2 separate regions of the Macaca mulatta genome follow, and region 1 is linked to region 2. The links are chromatin contacts, called in public Hi-C maps. All regions are on one chromosome and are shown on one strand. The core of a region is the stretch at or near the end of the contact, and the rest is flanking DNA. Distances in the headings are between cores, read along the strand shown.

What was found. Hi-C and Micro-C count contacts between places; a contact is called where the count stands out from the background.
Region 1: a Hi-C map of liver shows a contact between it and region 2, with 5 times the contacts expected there. The contact joins the promoter of CISD1 here to the promoter of TFAM in region 2. A contact is called at or near these places in 3 of 14 Hi-C or Micro-C datasets (CD4 T cells, fetal cortex germinal zone and liver).

What each region holds. Positions count from the first base shown.
Region 1 is chr9:91,592,095-91,598,913 of T2T-MMU8v2.0, forward strand. CISD1 (CDGSH iron sulfur domain 1) reads right to left here and starts at 4,527. Exons shown (of 3, transcript NM_001257590.2): 1 at 4,369-4,527. The coding sequence starts at 4,399. IPMK (inositol polyphosphate multikinase) reads left to right here and starts at 5,615. Exons shown (of 6, transcript XM_015147592.3): 1 at 5,615-6,230. The coding sequence starts at 6,041.
Region 2 is chr9:91,476,335-91,483,188 of T2T-MMU8v2.0, forward strand. TFAM (transcription factor A, mitochondrial) reads right to left here and starts at 1,534. Exons shown (of 5, transcript XM_077946735.1): 1 at 1,284-1,534. The coding sequence starts at 1,502.

The DNA.
Region 1 (6,819 bases), core at 3,277-5,776, 120 kb after region 2:
ACGGGGTTTCACCATGTTGGCCGGGCTGGTCGTGAACTCCTGACCTCAGGTGATCCGCCTGCCTCGGACTCCCAAAGTGCTGAGATTACAGGCATGAGCCACCATGCCCAGCCTTCGCTTTTCTTTTCTATAGACATTTCTCAAGGAACAGTTAATTCCTGTAATTAGGTCAAACCCCACCCTACCAGACCTTGTGTAACCGTGCTTTGTATCTACACAAATACCATTAAAGATCACAAATGTTGAGAAAGGTAACACTTCTAATAATTTCTAAATAATCCTCCCATTTGCTTATTCTTCCATTGGCGTACTATTGTACAATACTTGGTTTTCTCTTTAAAATTATTCAGAGAGAGAGAAAACATGGACTTGTTCCCAAACTCAACAGCCTTGTTTACAACCCAATCTTTGGCTTTTTTTTTTTTTTTTTTTTTTTTTTTTACCGTGAGCATTATTTTGCTTTAACTTAGGAATCTCTCTCAGCTTCTTTTACCTTAGCCCCTTTTCTGCTCTAAACTGCCCTCTCCAGCCAACCATCAACTGCCATAGAATCATAATGTTTCTCCTCTTCTGTCAGGAGAGGGGGAGGGGAGCTGTGTTTAAACCTTTCCTTCCCTTAGATCTCCCATAGGCTGGTAATTTTTTTTTTTCACAAGGCCTGGCATATAAGTGGTATTCAATAATGTTGGTTGAGTCAAAAGAAATAATGTATGACTACATTAAATTTGCAATTCCTATGTGCAATTTTTTTGTCCTTACACTGCATCGCTCTTACACTAAATGACTTATCTTTACCTTCTTCTTAACCTGCTGTATCAGGGTGTGGAATTTACTCTCTGATACATATGTTAAAAACAAACAAACAAACAAAAAACTTCAGGCATATATAAGAAGCTATGTTTAAAAAAACTTTATTATGGACCATTTCAGACACACAAAGGGAATACTATAATGAACCCCATTTACCCTCAACTAGCTCTAACAACCATCAATTTGGCCAATCTATAGCTCCAAACTCCCCCCTTATTTTTCTTTTCTTTTTTTTTTTTTTAGACAGAGTCTCGCACCGTTGCCCAGGCTAGAGTGCAGTGGCGTGATCTCAGCTCACTGCAACCTCTGCCTCCCGGGTTCAAGCAATTCTCGTGCCTCAGCCACCCAAGTAGCTGGGACTACAGGTATGTGCCACCATGCCTGGCTAATTTTTTGTATTTTTTGTAGAGATGGGGTTTCATCATGTTGTCCAGACTGATCTCGAACTTCTGACCTCATGATCTGCCTGCCTCGGCCTCCCAAAGTGCTGGGATTACAGGCGTGAGCCACCGCGCCCAGCCCTCTTATTTTTCATTTATTGTTTATAACTTACAGGAGCTATCCCCTTTATTTTCAGTATGATCCATACATTCCTTTTCAGACAAAAACAAACCCTTAAATAGTGACTTTAAATGACTTGGTGAATTTAGTGAACCAAAACAATATTTTCCTATGTTGAGGTTAAATGAATTAGAAAATTAGTTTCAATAAAATACACAAGAATACAAAAGAGATAAGAATTTATGAAATGTAATTTTGGTTACAAGCATTGTAATGATCAGAGTTTGGGACAGATAACGAAATACAAGATGAAGAGACAAATCCCTATGTTGCAACTTGAGGGTAAATTAAAAAAAAGTGATTTCAGGGGAAGGCAGGTTAAGGAAGGCCTTTTAAAATTATCTGGTTTAGTTGGCTTTTTTTTTTTTTAAAGATGAGGGTGAATTATGAGTGACTTTAGGCTGAAGAGAAGAAAATCTTCATGAGGCGCTAAATATTTACGAGCAACAGGTATCACTGAGGCAAAGATTTAAGTAAAATAAAACGGCATCTGGAGGACATGGAGAGAGAACAGCCTAAGAGTTAACATCTTCCTTGCAAACAGAAGGGAAAGGGTTAAGGGTGAAAGCAATCAATGAGTGCTAGAGTTATCAAGGAGCAGGATGATGTTCAGAAAGGTCATCTATTTGGATATGAGGAAGAATCATAAGAGACTGGACAAGTAGGCAGTGAAGGCCACTTAGTACTAGAAAATATAATAAACTAATGGTCTTATCGACCATACTGGTATGAAGAGCTATCTCAGTGATCAGGATCTTAAGAGTATTTCGGTTCCAATCATTCATTCTCATTGCCTCTGTGCAATTCCAGTCCTGGCCTTGTCCCCGTAAAATTTTATTTATAAACTACCTTTTATTTTTCTTCTGAAGATGAACAAGAGTTATGCATATATGTACACACTTTATATTTAACATATATTTATATAGTGCTTACCATTGTCATATATCATTCTAAGCCCTTTATAATTACAAATTCATTTAATTGAGAAGAGACATGGTATCTTCCCCTCAATTAAAAGATCTAAATTGATTTTCAATCCGTAGGAATAAATTTGGTTTAAAGTTTGAGAGTAGAACCAAACTTGTGTGATCTAAACATTAAAAGTTAAATCGCTTTGACATTCTCTGTCCCTACCCTGCCTACTTACTACTATATTGAGGAGGGAAGTGTTGATAGAAGAGATTTACACAGGCTTTGGGCCTCTCCCTACAGTCCTCATGACAACCTGTATGCTTTTTGGTGAAATAAAAAAGTAGTCATGGCAGGGTGTGGTGTCTCACATACGTAATCCCAGCACTTTGGGAAGCCAGGGGACCAAGGAGAAAGGATGGCTTGAGCCCAGGAGTTCAAAGTTGCAGTGAGCTATGATCACAACACTGTACTCCAGCTTGGGCCACTGAGTGAGAGACTCTGTCTCAAAAAATAGATCATAGTCACTCCTCATAACAAAGCTGAATACTTCCAGTTGAAGCCAATAACCTACTTCAGTGATTTCCTATTCCTTAGGCAATGGAAAATGATTGGGAAAGTTGCCTTTGAATTCCTCTGTGGTTAGACTTGAAAAACAAAACAAAACAAAAAAACTTGTTTAAAAAAGAAATCTTGCAGACTAGCCTGCAGATAGTGGTAAGTCCTAGGGGTTCACCTGTTTCACATTTCAGTAATATGCAACCTAAATAACGTTTAGTGTTCATGTACATAAAAAGATCCCACATTTTAAACACACACTGTGGAATCTTTTGGTCCACCTCAAACATGTGCAGTCTTCCTGTAAAATTAAAAGTATCAGCGGCACAAGTCACACGAACATCTCATTTCACAAGTCTTACTCCCAAGAGAACAGTTTTCCAAAAAACAAAAACAAAAATCACACCCTATTTTAAATGCACCAAGCTGCCTCTATTAAAAAAGTCTCAAGATAAGTATCCTTTAATATAATTTTTGCAAATAATAATCTCTATATCATTAGTAACTTCGAAATGTCATGGAATATCACCCTTACTTAGCCAGGTAAATTTTGTCAACAGAAGTGGAACTCTCCAATTTTTGGAAACTACCTATTAAAAAAATAGGGCTCAAGTTAGTAGGGACTTTACATTACCTGGCACTACAGATGCTCAATATTTACTGAACGTATTTTTAATTAACCTCTGGACAATCTCTTTGCCTTTACTCAAAACCTTGCGAAGTGGTGTTTTATAGAGGGACAAAGATCACACATACCGTGTGTCTGGTACACAGTATTGTATTAACAACTATAACATCACCAAGAATGGTTATAAAGTGAAACTCCACACTAAATGACTGCTTATAAAGTCTCCTAATTTTATTATAAGGGACTTTCTGCGAAATACTGTTTCCAAACGCTAAGTACTAGCATTGGGGAAAGAAGACTCAGAAAGCTGAAGGTTCAACGAAGGCGGGTTTCAATTCTTTATCCTGGACTACTGCCACCGAGTGCCAGATGCCAGGGGCATAACAAAAAACCGGGAAAACTGAAGACCTCGGATTGGGTTTCATCCCTGGAAAAAAAAAATCTGCAAAACTAAGATGTGATTAGTCATGCAATGCTTCAGGATTGCAGGAAATCGACGTTGTGGCCCGACGCTGACTGAAACAGGAGAAGGGTAAACAGGTTTGCTGTTGTTTTCTCCCACCTTTCCTTTCTTTCCAGGCTCTGTGACTTAAGGATATGAAAGCGTCTTAGAAGAGAACAAGAAAAGCTAGCGGCGCGGTCATTTGGTGTTAGGGTTTGGCTAGTTGGGGGAAACGTGGACTCTGGTCTCGCATGGCCCCAAACCATCAATCCATCCCTGACCTCGCCCCCCTTCCCTATCCCGGCCGGAGCCCGCAGCCGGGCCGAGCACTTGCCCTTCTGCATCTCAAGGTTATAGGACCGGCGGGCGTGTAGGGCAGCGGTAAAACAACCCAGCTGAGCTGCGGGCGCAGCAACCGGTGAGCCTCACCAGCCTCACCCGCTCCCAGGCCCCACTTCACCTCGTACGCTGGAACTGGAAGTCAGACTCATGGCGCCGTCGCTTGCAAGGCGTGTGCACTAGGATACCGAGCACAAACGGGTTCGCGCGGCCGGCGAGACTAAAGGTGCCAGTGCCGTACTAAGGGCACCGACTCCGCGCTGCTACCGCGCAGGCGCCGCGGCGGGTCGTAAGCACGTGTGTGAGCTCGACCCTGGTAGGTGCTGAGCATGCGTGGAGCTGTGCCCTGGGCCTTAAGGAAGTCTGGACTCCGGATTTTGACAGCCACGGGAGCGGGGAGGAGGAAAAGACTTAGGTAGCAACGGAGTTTGCGCAACGCCGAGGGGCGGGGCCCTGAAGCGGAGGGGCAGGGCCCTGGGATTAGGGAATCCAGGCCAGATTTTACGTCTCTTCCAGGTGTGTGGGCTTGTGGGGACAGAGACAGGTGTTAATAGGACACTTACTTTAATCAGATACCTAAGATTTGACCCCAGTTTTTCTTGCTCGAGGCTTGTGACGATTTACCTTCAAGTCCAGGTCCAGCTTTTATATAACACGCCAGTGGCGGACATACAGGAATCAATGACTGAGTCCCATTCCAGAACCTCGCTTAGCTACCGGTGTCCATCCCTTTCTCCGGCTTTTGATATAATTATCTACTCAGGACCTTGGAACCTGCACTGTCTTAAAGGTCGAGTGGGAGAGAGAAAAAACTTGCTCCTTTCTTTAAAAAACGTGTTCACTTAAAAAAATTAGGATTTTTCTCTTTTACAGTATGAAATTAGTGTCGGTTCCAATTTTATTTTATTTTTATATGTTTTATTTTTTGGTAAGAGCGGTTTAGACACAGCAATCCGGGGAGGGGGTGCTGAGATTAACTAGAAGGGTATTTTGAAGGGGCATCTTCTAATAAGCTGCCTGCTTTAACTTCTGTTGTTTTTGTGCGGGGTGGGAGTTGGAGGGAGTTGAGTGCAGTTAGGGGTGGCCTTTAGAGCCACCCTTGGCAATGCTAGTGCCTTCCAATTCTAATGCCGGACTGCTCCGCACACTTGGAAGTCCCTGGCTTCTCTGAGCTGACGCGCTGAGAAGCGTGTTGAATGAATGAAGCCACAGCAGCACGCGAGACTTCGAAATGCCCGCGAGGTGGGGGTGAGAAGGAACACGAGTGCGCTTGCCCCATCCCTGCTCGCCGTCGCCAGGTCCCGGCAGCGCCGCGCGCCCTCCCCGCTGATGGCAGGGGGGTGTCCTGTCGGACGGCCTCTGGGCATGCTCAGTAGCGGCGGTGCAGGCGGCGCTGACGCGCGCGCGGCAGCTGAGGGGACTGGAGGACGGTGGGAGGGGGCGGGGGCGCAGGAGGTGGGGCCGCCGTCGCCGTCAGGGCCCCAGGGAGCGCGGGGCGCCGCTGCTGCTGCTCTTCGGCTCGGTTCTGTCTACTGGGCAGCGCCGGGGCCGGCGGCTGAGGCGGCAGAGGAGCAGGAGCCGGGAGCCGCGCTCCGCCGAGTTGGGCAGAGGAGCGCCCGCGTCCCTGCGGCGTCATGGGCCCCCTCCCGGGGCCTCAGCGGGCACCAGCCGCGGGAACCCCCGGGCCTCCTCGCGCCCGAGCCTGAGCGACCCCCGGGTTCTCCGGCGCCCCCTCCCTTGCCCTATTTTTTTTTTTCCTGCTCTCGCTGCCGCTACCGCTTCTGCTCTCCGTTATGGCAACAGAGCCACCATCCCCCCTCCGGGTCGAGGCGCCGGGTCCCCCAGAAATGCGGACCCCACCGGCGATCGAGGCCACCCCTGAGGGCACCCCGCAGCCGGCGGGCGGCAGACTCCGCTTCCTCAACGGCTGTGTACCCCTCTCGCATCAGGTGGCCGGGCACATGTACGGGAAGGACAAAGTGGGTAAGTGGGGGTGGCACGGGGTTCGCCGCTCCCCTTCCGCCTCCGCGAGCCCCCTGCCAGCCGAGGCAGCCTGGCGCTCCCGGGCCCCCCTGGTGTGCACGCCAAATCCCCGGCCTCTTCCGCTGTCCCCCGAAGCCTCGCCACTGGAGAACAAGGGGTCGGAAAGTGGGACGATTCCTAGGGTGTGGGTCGTCAGGCTTGCAGCACTGGTGGCAGGGAGAGGCGTGCCTGGTCTCACCCACCCCCCGGGGAGGTTGGGTGTTGATTGGAGACGGCGTTGTTAGTGAAAATAAGGAACTTCATTTTTACTGGACGGGGAAGTAAATTCTCCCTTGAGCACAAGGTCTGTTTATTATAGGCGAGTAGCTATTGCAAAAGAAAAGGAATGAAATGCAGATGATGCTAATCTAGTACTTCTCTGCTGGGTGCAGCTGCATAGCTGGAGGGGAAGAAAAACACTGGGCTTTTTTGGGGGGAGGTGAGAAGGGAAGAAAGCTTGTCTGTGATTTTTCCCTGTCCCTTGAGGAGGTTTTTCTGGTGTCTCCTTGATTTCTCTGGGAGGCGTGGTTCCAGTAGTGCAGAAACTCGG
Region 2 (6,854 bases), core at 284-2,783:
GCTTTCTAGGGCATCAACAAACATCCTACCTGGAAATGTTTTTTTTTCAGGAACCCAAGACAAGAAAGGATTTATCCTTTACAACCCACCATCCCCTTGGCAAGGTTGAGGTCTGAATCAAAGAACCAGAGTGGCTCTGAACTCCTATGATGGAAACGTTTATGTTTTCTTATCTTGAAAGCTCCTGAAAGCAGCAGTAATTTGCATAGAACTTTACAGTTTATGGATGCTTCCACAGAAGCTGCAACGTTATTAACAATTCCCTGAGGCAGAAAAAGGAGGAGCTAAGCAAGAGAAAATAATTCATCAGTGGTCCTCTAGACCAAAGGCAACCAGGCCCGAAATTCAGCTTTTTTATCGTCTTCCTAGGGTGCTTTCTACACTACACGATATTTTTAAAATACCGTTTATTAGTTCTCACTTATATTGAAAGTATGTTCATTTGGTATAAAATAGAACTTCCTATTTTACAGACATCAAATGATTGTTCCTGCAGTCACTGAATGCTTTAGTACTGCAATTCAACATTGCTATTTAACTGCTTAATGGCATTTTTATTACATGAGAAAAGGGTACAAGCCCCCAAACACCTTACCTGGGTTCTGAGCTCTATATATGGGTAGTTGTTGTTTAGAAAATCGAAGGTAAGAACTTACAGGTTTCTTTGGACAACTTGCCAAGACAGATGAAAACCACTTCGGTAAATACACAAAACTACATATGAAAAGAAAATAACCAGTATCAGATGTTTAACTGTCAATATGCACATGTATATTATGAGCATAGATCCCAAATAAGAGATGTCATCAAGATACTCCTATGTCTCCAACGCCTTCAACAAGAATGCTAGAGAATTATTAAAACCCTGTCCTAAACGGAGGGGAGCGACTGCAGGACGGAAGTCTCAAAGCCCTTACCTCCTAGGAAGGGCAGAGAGTGGAGGAAAGCGTCTATACTCCAGCTCCTGGGCCCCGCCTCCTCAATGCCTAGATGGTGGCCAGACACTCCGCGCGAATTCGCAGAGGCGGCGCAATGGATCCAAAGCTACAGTGAGGGGTGGGAGGAGCGAGCGGAGGGTAGCAAGAAACAAGGTACGGGGTATTAAGGGAGTCAAGGCCTGGTCTCAAAGCCACAGTCCCCTTGGCAAGGTCGAGGTGTGAATCAAAGAACCAGGGTGGCTCTGAACTCCTAGGAGGGGCAGACAGTGAAGGATGGGGTCTACATTCCAGCCCCGGGACGTCCTGGGCCCTGCCGCCCCCTAGGGCACAGGCGAGCGGGCCTACCTGAAGGGGGAGCGCAGTCGACTCCCACAGCCGCTGCACAGCTCCGCTCCGGACCTTCCCAGCGCATTCAGCACGCCCCACATGCTCCGGAGAAACGCCATCGCTCCAGCGGATGAGGCAGTGACCCGGCCCCAATATCGGAGAACCTCCTGACACTACAGAAAAACCCCAGCAATCACAACTGGAACCCGCGTGCGACCCTCCGGTGTTTCTTATCATGCCCGCCACTAGTGAGGCACTATGGGAAATCTGTTAACATCCGGTCGGTAGATGGGGGCGGGGCAGGGCGGAATTGACGCAGGCGCGGGAGAGCGTCCCCGGTGGGCGGCACTGCGTGGGAGGAAGAGGCGCCGCGGAGATGAAGGGAAACCGCAACCCGCTAGCCTGCGGAGGGCTCTGGCCTCGAGGGGGCGCTGCTGAGCCGCCTCTGGCCCCGACGGCCCGGAGCAGTGGGTTCCTCTGCCCGGCCAGGAAGGTGATGGAGGGACCGCGGCGGACGCACCCCGACCCGGCGTTGGCCGGTGTCCGCCCGTGACGGCCACAAAGGCTGTACGTAACAGACAGTCCTGCATCCAGGACCCCGAGGTCCGATCGGCAGGTGCTGTGCGACAAGCGCAGCGTCTCAGTTTCAAGCCAGGGCTGGGAGCTCGGAGTTCAGAAATAGTACCGGGAGAGGAGGGGATTCGCAAACTTAAAACTGCAGATTCCAAGCCTTTACCGCAGAGCTTAATTCTGTGTCTGTGTGGGGCCCATTAATCTGCATTTTAGCGAGTTCCCCAGAGTCTGACAAGTTCTAATGTCTGTGGTCTTGGGACCACATTTAAAGCAATATAGTTTTAGACTGTTTATTCTGCCATCTACTGCAGTCTTCCAGTCTGGCCTCCAGCCTGCTTAATTTGAGCGGAGGAAACTGACTAGTTGTCCACAGTCTCTAGTCTCAATTCTCGTTCCAGTATTAACATTAACGACTTGGGAATATTGCATTCCCTCGTTAAGATTCAGTTTCCCCCTCTGCAAACGAGGATGTTAGACGAAATCAGAGTTTTCCCAACCAAAGCCCTGAGAACTTGTGACAAGTATGCCTGAGACATTGATGTGTCAAAAATTGCTGTACAATTTTTTTATTTGTGTTATACCATTTTCTATATAGGCAATGGCATGAAAAAGATTAGGAAAGACCTAAAGATATCTAAGGGTCCTTCCAGCCCTTAAACACCAGTTGTTTCAGCGCTAACCACCTTCCGAGACAGCCTTTCTTCTGTTGTATAGTCATAATCGTTAGAAAATTCTTACCAGTGTCATGTTGAGCTGACAGTCTATTACCTTTCTGTAACTATGAAAACATTGGCTCTCTGAAAGTAGGACTAAGCCTACTTCTTTTAAGCGGTAATAACCACTTCCCTTTTATAGACTCTCAGGGTTGAAAGGGACCTTCCAGGTCATCTGTTCAAACCTCCCATTCTGGCATGGAATAAACAGGTTTTCTTCCTGAGTATATACTATGTACAACGCCCTAAACATAGATAAAAGACACAGTGTTGTGCCCCAGCCTACCCCCGCCCCCAGCGCCAAACGGTGAGACAAAGTAGTAAATAATTACAACACGGGGCTAAGATAGAAGTTATATTTAAGTTGATTTCTAAAATAACTTGTTTCCCTCTTTGTTCTAGAATATTTTTGTTCTTTCAAATGTTTGACATAAACTTCTTTTGGATATTAAACAAACTTTTTGTTGTTTGCAACTTTCATTTGTATAAATCTTGCTGTAAAGACCTCAAAAATCAAATCCGTAACATTTTTCATCACATACCAGTCTTCCTTAAAACTCACTTACATTGCAGTGATAATTTTACTTCTAAAAGCAGAATTTGCAAAGAAACATAACTTTATCCACTAAAACTGTCATTTAACAAAAAGACATGGTTTATAATTACTTTATAAAACATGAAGACTTACTGCAGTCTTTCCCACGGTCCCTTTGTTGTAAAGTTCATCTAATCCCTTGACTTCAGTTATTAGTTGTAGCCTCATGATTGCCATATTGAATCCAGTCCTCTCCTTTGAGTTCTATATCCATATAACCACTGTCTTCTGTACATTTTCACCATCATGTCCCACAAGTACTTCAATTTCAACATTCCCTGAACAAAATTCACTATCTTTCCCCCCTCTTGAAGTCCTTTTCTTGGTAAGAGGCACAAGTTTTCCTCTTTAATCATCCGAGCCAGTAACTTGATAAATCATTTTAGAATCTCCCCATTGACACTGCACCCACCATTAACCAACTGATGATGAGTATTGCTGATTCTACCTCATTCATCCCTCTACTATGTATTCCCTTCTCTCCAGTCCCATTGCTGTTGCTTTTGTTCAGGCCAGTAATATGCTGGTAAATAGCTCTCCATAAAACAAAGCCCCAATTTGTAGTGTTTGCTGAGTTTTATGGTGTAAATACTCCCACCATTGGCAGATTTCATGCTAGTGACAAATTTTTCTTTCCCTATTAACATGCAAACACACATATTACATAATCAGCATTGCACTTCTCTTTCTATTGAACTTTTAGTATTTCTTAAATTAGTAATATTTGAGCAGAAACATTGTGGTAGTTGATGAAAAATTAAAACAACACACCCTGAAGTTGGATTGCACTTTAATATTTTCAGACCTTTTAAAATAACTTTATTTGATTGTATGATTCACAAATCAAAAAAAAAAAAAAAGGTTGAGAAGGTATTGTCATGATCATTATTCCCAATTTCCAGATGAGAAAAATGAAGTTCAGAAAGCCCAACTCATAAGGTTCCAACAGTAAGTTGTGTAGGTAAAAATTGCAATTCATTGTCCTGTGCTTTCCGTTTGTATCAGATCACTCAGACTCAGTGAACATGCCACATCATTCCAGCCCAATATATTTTTATTGGATCATCTATAGTGTGTTCATATCATTTACTTGTGACATCATGTACCACTCTGGCTTCTGATCTTTTTCTCTATGTATACATATTTTTTTCCTCAATAGATGGTAAGTTATATTAGGAAAAGACTAAATCTTATGCCTTCTTTTATCCCCATTGTAGCTAGCACAGTACACTAAGCATGATAGATGGATGAAGAGACAGACGGATGGATGAATGAACTGATAGACAGATAGATAGATAGATAGACAGATAGATAGATAGATAGATAGATAGATAGATAGATAGATAGATAGATAGATGGATGACAGACATATAGATACATAGAGAGAGATGAATAGTGTGAAAAGATTACCATCTGCACAAATTATTTATATATAAATTTCGCCCCATAGAGAACAACTACCTGTTAGAAGTGTCATTTGCCAGTGTATGGAGATGGAAACCATGTAAAATTCTGAAATATATACATCCATGAAAGTAATGATTATGGTTCATTGAGACTTGCATATTGGTAAAGTAGCAGGTAGTGTCAAGAAACAGCAGGAGCAACCGGAAACCTGGATAATTCGCTGCTGAATAATGCAGTTAGATGCACACAGATCACTCAAATGAAGAAAAAATATTGCTAAGAGAAAGCAGTCTTGCTTTTGTAATTATAATAGATAAATAATTTAGCTACAACAGGAGCAATTACCTAATAGGTTTTAGCAGGATAAATAGATGTGATTCTGAACTTGTAAGTAAAATATCTCTGGAAATAAGATCATACTATGAACACCACATTTAAAGACAATTTCCTCATAAGCAATTACATAGCACTGTGATAAGCACTTGAAAGGGACACAAAAAGGATAAGACATTGATCCTGCCCCAAAGAGCTTCCACTGTGATTGGGGGAACAAAGCATAAAGACACAAAAAGAATAAAAGTATAACAGTGCATTGTAGAAATGAGAAAACATGGCCGGGCGCGGTGGCTCAAGCCTGTAATCCCAGCACTTTGGGAGGCCGAGACAGGCGGATCACGAGGTCAGGAGATTGAGACCATCCTGGCTAACACAGTGAAACCCCGTCTCTACTAAAAAATACAAAAAACTAGCCGGGCAAGGTGGCGGCGCCTGTGGTCCCAGCTACTCGGGAGGCTGAGGCAGGAGAATGGCGTGAACCCGGGGGTGGAGCTTGCAGTGAGCTGAGATCTGGCCACTGCACTCCAGCCTGGGCAACAGAGCGAGACTCCATCTCAAAAAAAAAAAAAAAAAAAAAAGAAAGAAATGAGAAAACATTTTACACCGTGAATCTCTCCTAGCTTATTTTTTCTGTGAAGCAAAGTTTTAATAAATTATGTATGGAAAACTACTTGTATAATTTTTTCTTTCAAACCATTTTTATTGACACAGAGTCTGTTTTCATGCCACTGGAGTCAGCCTTTAAAATCAATATACAAAAAGAAGGGAAAGAGAAATAGAGAAATTAGAAGAAAGATCTGTTGCATGTTAATAGTTCCCAGCTACCCAAAATTATTATTATCTGTAAATTATTTCTCAATTAGAACAAAGTCTGCATTAATTGTTAAGGGCATATCAGAATTATTTAAAGCCATTGCTGTAGCAGCATTACAAAAAATAAATATAGCTTGTCTATTTTAAAGCTGATTCTGTGAGTCAGCAGGAGGTAGGACAAGCAAAAAGAACAGCTATAATTTTATGCAAATGTATAATACCCCAATTCATATTACTGGATGTTACTGAAAGCTGACTTCATATTACTGAAAGCTGACTTAAAGATCGGAAGAAATCCAGAATGATTGTATTGAAGGAATAATACCATTAATAAGACAATATAACCTAATGTGTCTGCCCTCATGTCATGGTAAAGTACCTGATCAATACAAATGGTAATAATTATAATTTATTGCTCAACTACATGCCAAGTATTTTACATACATTATCACTAATCCTTTCATAAATCCTCTAAGGTGCTATGATTTCTACTGTACAGCTATGAAAACTGGTATTCAGATATATAAATAAGAGGAAGGATATCTTCCCTTGTTAGCATGTTAACAAAAATTGCCACCTCTGAATCCACAGTTTGCAGCTTTGAAGTTATATGACTCTATGTAGCTACAGGATAGGCAAATCAGTTATGAAGCTGTAGTTTTCTCAAACACCTGCTCACATTCTATTATTTCTTTCCAGTCCCCATAAATACTTTCTTATTTAACTGAGTGGCTTATTAAAATAATATCTTAAGCCAGGGCAGTGGCACATGCCTGTAGTCCCAGTTACTTGGGAGGCTGAAGCAGGAGGATTGCTTGAGCCCAGAAGTTTGAATCTAGCTTGGGCAACATAGTGAGACCCTTTCTCTTAATTAGTATTCAGTCACCCAAAAACATAGGCTTGAATTTAAAGGACTACACATACACATATGCATGAGTGTGCATGCATAAATGACTGCGAAATAGTACACAAAATTTGGTTTAATAGTGATTGTATCTGAGTATTACAGGAGTGCGTGGGTGGTACCCATTTTTTAATTTATATATATTATATATCTTAGTCTTCTTGTAAAACACAATAGTAATATTAATCTTTTGGTAACAATTTTTTAAAAACTCAATTCCTAGGAGAGGCCAATACTGTGCCAGACAC